2 separate regions of the Ovis aries genome follow, and region 1 is linked to region 2. A link is a contact called in public Hi-C data. All regions are on one chromosome and are shown on one strand. Each heading gives the region's core, a stretch centred on a gene start, on an enhancer-like site or on the middle of the called end of the contact. The rest is flanking DNA. Distances are from core to core; before and after follow the strand shown. Region 1 overlaps PLEKHA6 (pleckstrin homology domain containing A6). Region 2 overlaps PLEKHA6 (pleckstrin homology domain containing A6).

What was found. Hi-C and Micro-C count contacts between places; a contact is called where the count stands out from the background.
Region 1: a contact with region 2 is called in a Hi-C map of hypothalamus, with 4 times the contacts expected there. The contact joins two enhancer-like sites. A contact is called at or near these places in 4 of 16 Hi-C or Micro-C datasets (hypothalamus, liver, muscle and 1 more).

Annotation. Positions count from the first base shown.
Region 1 is chr12:1,957,846-1,960,545 of ARS-UI_Ramb_v3.0, reverse strand. All of the region lies in intron 3 of PLEKHA6 (pleckstrin homology domain containing A6), which reads left to right. Among named protein-coding and RNA genes, the nearest start is that of PLEKHA6, 15 kb to the left of the region's middle. Within about 2 kb of position 1,370, at least 4 of the 54 cell types and tissues checked have an H3K27ac peak or open chromatin away from gene starts, as enhancers often do. A contact at or near this core is called in hypothalamus, where this site is marked.
Region 2 is chr12:1,889,265-1,891,964 of ARS-UI_Ramb_v3.0, reverse strand. The region is part of intron 4 of PLEKHA6 (pleckstrin homology domain containing A6); the gene reads left to right. Among named protein-coding and RNA genes, the nearest start is that of GOLT1A, 67 kb to the right of the region's middle. Within about 2 kb of position 1,259, at least 21 of the 54 cell types and tissues checked have an H3K27ac peak or open chromatin away from gene starts, as enhancers often do. A contact at or near this core is called in hypothalamus, where this site is marked.

The DNA.
Region 1 (2,700 bases), core at 121-2,620, 68 kb before region 2:
TCTCCTCCTGCCCCCAATCCCTCCCAGCATCAGGGTCTTTTCCAATGAGTCAACTCTTCGCATGAGGTGGACAAAGTACTGGAGTTTCAGCTTCAACATCAGTCCTTCCAATGAACACCCAGGACTGATCTCCTTTAGGATGGACTGGTTGGATCTCCTTGCAGTCCAAGGGACTCTCAAGAGTCTTCTCCAACACCATGGTTCAAAAGCATCAATTCTTCAGTGCTCAGCTTTCTTCACAGTCCAACTCTCACATCCATACGTGACCAGTGGAAAAACTATAGCCTTGACTAGATGGACTTTTGTTGACAAAATAATGTCTTTGCTTTTGAATATGCTATCTAGGTTGGTCATAACTTTCCTTCCAAGGAGTAAGCGTCTTTTAATTTCATGGCTGCAGTCACCATCTGCAGTGATTTTGGAGCCCCCCAAAATAAAGTCTGACACTGTTTCCACTGTTACCCCATCTATTTCCCATGAAGTGATGGGACCAGATTTCATGATCTTAGTTTTCTGAATGTTGAGCTTTCAGCCAGCCTTTTCACTCTCCTCTTTCACTTTCATCAAGAGGATCTTTAACTCCTCTTCACTTTCTGCCATAAGGGTGGTGTCATCTGCATATCTGAGGTTATTGATATTTCTCCCGGCAATCTTGATTACAGCTTGTGCTTCTTCCTGCCCAGCGTTTCACATGATGTACTCTGCATAGAAGTTAAATAAGCGGGGTGACAATATACAGCCTTGAAGTACTCCTTTTCCTATTTGGAACCAGTCTGTTGTTCCATACCCAGTTCTAACTGTTGCCTCCTGACCTGCATACAGGTTTCTCAAGAGGCAGGTCAGGTGGTCTGGTATTCCCATCTCTTTCAGAATTTTCCACAGTTTATTGTGATCCACACAGTCAAAGTCTCTGGCGTAGTCAATAAAGCAGAAATAGATGTTTTTCTGGAACTCTCTTGCTTTTTCAATCATTCAGCGGATGTTGGCAATTTGATCTCTGGTTCCTCTGCCTTTCCAACAGGTAATAATAAAAGTCAGCTATCCATATAACTTTGGAATCTGGGCTTCACTTTTTTCTTCTCCTTTTAGTGTGGTTGAGTCAAATTTCAATGAGCAAATACTGATATTTGGCCAGCATCAGATAAATCTGATAATTGTGTTCAATAGATCCTTCCCTTCATGGTGCTTGGGAGGTCATTCTTTGGTATTACACAACTGATGGCATTGCTCAAGCGTGTGTGCAGTTTTAAAGTGTCATTGAACAGAAAGGATATGCAGGGAGAAGAGAAAAAGCACAGGGTTAAAATGTGGGTAAAACCCATTGCAAGCCTGTGCTCATGCACACATAAACCCACTGGAGGGCACCAAAGCACGCATGACCGGCCCACTGAGGCCTTGAAAGGGCTGGCTCCCTGCAGAGGGTGGGTCCTCCCTGAGCTGACAGGGGCATCCTGACTGTCCTCTGCCACCCCTCAACCACTGTGGGCCTGGTGGAGTCCTCTGATGCTTGGAGATCTGGCCGGGTAACACTCATCCCTGATTTTCCCTGACCTGTGACTCCTTCCTGCTAAGGCAGCTGTCTGTGGAGCTTGTCAGTTCAGTCTCCAAGAGTGCGTCTCTCTTCAGCTGGCTAAGAGGGCGGTAGGACAGAGGTCCTTTCTGTGGAGGCACGCCCCCGTTACCCTCGCTCCCAGCCTGGGCCCTGCTGCCCCCGCCCCCCCCACCAGGACGCTGCCCTGTGACTGTGCCAGCTTGCACGGGCACCTCTGCCCCTCAGGGAGCCCCACCCAGCTGCTGTCACATCCTTGTTCTGGCCTGGATGCTTCCTCCAAGATGGGGCCAGGACGGGCTCTCTGCACCTGTGCCTCTGGTTCTGTCAGGGTGGGCTCAGTGCCGTGCCAGGGGCTGCAGGGGTGGGGTGGGGGCAGGCACCCAGGAGCCCAGGGCTGGCTCACAGGAATCATCAGTAGAGAGCCCAACCTGGGGGACCCCAGAGGAGGTGGTGTCCCAGGAAGTATGATGGAGCCTCGCAGGGCAAAGGAGAGAAGTCCCAGGGCAGCGAATCTGCGCGTTCGTCACCTGCCCAGCTCTGTCCTCCGAAAGGCGAGTCACACCTTGGAACAGTAAAGCATGAGACAGACGAGGAGAGAAGTGAGGCGTGGCGTGGCGCTCGGAGCAGACAAGCCCCATTTACAGACGAGGAAGACTGAGGCTCAGCAGCCAGGTCACTCGTTCAGAGTCCCTCATCTGGGAGCCAGGGCTCAATCTCAGGTCCTGAAGGAGAGTTTATCACCCGGGCTCCATTATCCGCTCCCCGCTTATTACCTTTCGGCAGGAGACACCGTCCAGGCGTGGCTGGATGGGGAAGGGGCAGACACATTTGAGGGGCAGTGCATCGCCCAGTTTAGTGGTCCCCAGTATTGTGTGGTGGGGGAGGTAGGCCCTCGAAAGGCCAGGAGCATGCGAGTGTTCAGAGACTGAATCCCTGACTGAGAGTTTTGGACTTTTTCTTCTAAGTGCTGGGGGATGTGGATTCCAAAGTGGAGGATGGATGGAGTCACAGAGGCACGTTCTTTGGAATATCCTCCCTTAAAACCACCTCCTCACTCCCTCCCAACCTAGGCCTTTCAGATGAGTCTTGCTCCCGCTCTGCTGTGTAAACAGAGAGGGACTTCAGACTTGGCGCAGGTGGACCATTTT
Region 2 (2,700 bases), core at 10-2,509:
CCTGCAGCCGGCTGTGGCTCTAAAGGACGTGAGCGGGGAGCGGCTGGTGAACCTGACTCTAGGCAGCGCGACACCAGGTTTCCGGGAGTATTCCTGAGAGGGGACGCGGCAGGCTGGGAATGCTCGCAGCCCCTTTAAGAGACCAGGGCCAACCCGCCATCAGGCAGCTGGGAAGGCAGCCCAGGAGATAAGAAGGGGCCCCCCCGGTAGATTTAAGCCGGGGCCTTGAGCCACAGCGACTGGACTACTGACAGACAAGAACAGAGGGTGGTGAGAGGAGATGGAGCCACTAGACCCAGGCTGGTACGAGCTGGAGCAGCACCACCCACTGGGGCCAGAAAGAAGAAGGGGGTATTAACTGTGGGTGTGCAGAGAGAGGGCGCTGACGTTCTCCAGCATAGCTTATCATGTTTATGGTTGTGGTTTAAAAACCCTACTAGACTACTTCAAGGCTTTATGTGTAGTAACAGTTCAATAAATACTTAAATTGAAATAAATAAATATTGAGCCCTATATGCTATGCTCCCTCTGCTGATGTCCTTATGCTACAGCATACAGTGAGATCCTCGTTTATAGGGTTTGGAGACTACCTGGTTTCTTGCTCAAACTAGAAAAATTCTGGCAAGGATTTACTCTGAAAAGCCCGGAGCTGCTCATTTGCACATATCTGCATAGATTTGCATAAGCCCTACATGTAGATACTTTCATGCTGGATTTAGATTCTCCCAAATCAGTTGCCTGTTTTCAAAGGGAAAAAGAGGTACTTTGTCTCTGCTCATTCCTGCTCACCTTTCTTTTGCATCCACCAAAGATGCAAAAATGATTTCTGCAACTCTGAAAGATTAAAGAAGATTACCTGTGCCCCACAGTTTGTGTAGATACAACCAGTCTTTCGCCTGTCAAGTTATTTTCCTTTCTCATTTCTGTAACAGTTCCTAGCTCCAAACTCCTGGGTGAGTCAGGGAATCATTAAGGCAAAAAAAACCCTCTAGCTCAACAGCCAGGAGCTGAAATTGCCTAGAAGCCTTCCAGGCTTCCACCCTGTACCTGGACAGGGAGGCTAGAGGCGCTTAGCTGACCTGAAGCCCGCCTTCCCACTGTTTCCTGGCCCAGGGCTAGGCATGTTAGGACTACCTTTGTCTGTTCTGTCTCCTCCAGGAATAAATAAAAATATCATCCCCTCCCCCCTGATCCTGCTCCTCTATTGGCCTGCTAGGCAAATATTTCATAATGTGGGCTCATCCAATTGGGCATCGTGCCAGGACCAAGCGCCTCAGGTTGCCAGTGTGCTCCAATCAGGCAGGGCAGCCTGGGTGGGACTAGAGGGCTCCTGCTCTCCACATGGGAGGCAGCGGCATTACTCAGGTGGATGGCATCAAGGCAGGAGTTCCTGCTTTCTCGGAGCTGGGAAGAGGGGACGGGGCTGTCCATCAGCCAGCTGGAGGCGGCCAGCACTGAAGGGGTTAAAGCCAGTCAGCATGTGCGGCTGTTAATGATTGCTACCCACCAGGGCCCGATGAGTGTTAAAGGAGAGCCTTTTCCCTATTCCTGATTGTGAAAGGAGTCAGAGCAGAGGGCATCGCAGAGACGAGCTGGTGAGTGGTCCTCTGTCTCGCTGTCTGTTTGTCTGGGAGGCTCTGGAGCAAGTAAGGGAGCTCCAGTATTCCCATACCATCAGCTGGAGTGGGCTTTGTTACAGCTGGGTGCACATTCTCAGTGTGGGGCCAGATTTCAGTATCACCCCTATTTATTAGAAGGAAATCTTCAGGGTTCTCTTGGTCCAAGGGGGTGAACCCCTTGGCAGAGATGCCAGAAATACAAGTCATTGTCTGCCCCGCTGCAGAGACAATGGTTTTGTGTGTCCCTCTGCATGCAGAGCTGGAGCCCGGCTCCCCCCGCTCCCTGAGCCATTGTCTCCAGAGCCGGGGACTCAGGAGCTCTGGGCAGAAGTGCCATCGGCCTCCTCGCAGCCAGTTCCTGGGCCCAGCACTGAAGGAAGGCGGCGAGGGCTCAGCCAGAGGAAACTGGCATAGCTGGGTCCTGCCTTTTATCCCTTTTACCGCACGTCAAGTATGGAGAGGTGGGCGGCAGGATCAAGGAGGGGGTGCGGAATAGAGAGTTGGCGTGGGACTCAACTCCTCAGAAGACAAAGTTTGTCATTTGGGAGCAACAGAAATCCAGGAAGAGAGAAAGCCAGTCTTCTGGGTTTAGATACCCCTTTCCCCAAACTGCCAACTCAGGACCCTCATTCCTTCTAAATATTGGGCTCTTTGACCGAGGCACCTTCTCACGTCAGGTCAGACTTCTGCAGACAGTGTGGACAAGAGTTTCTTGGCTTTGTCGGTGGAGTGCTAAGACGGACTTGTCTCAGCTGATGGGGTGTGTGTGTGTGTGTGTGTGTGTACTCTTGCGTGTACAAAAAATGAAAGCCTGATTTGTCTCCAGAGCAGAAATGTTGACTTTACCCCCCTCGTAGCCAGAAGCCCTTTTGTCCCCTGCCTCTTTCTTGGGAGGAAAAAGGTTCGATGACATAATGGTAATGGTAGGCGGCCCTGGAGGGGTCTGTCCGGTAGGAACAGAGGACTCCCTGTGCCGGTCCTGAAGGCAGGTTTGAAAGATAAGGCAAGTCCAACCCTCTGGCTTTCAGCTGTGGTGCTTCCTCCAGCTAAGCTGTCCACAGGCAAACAGAGACCAGGCAGG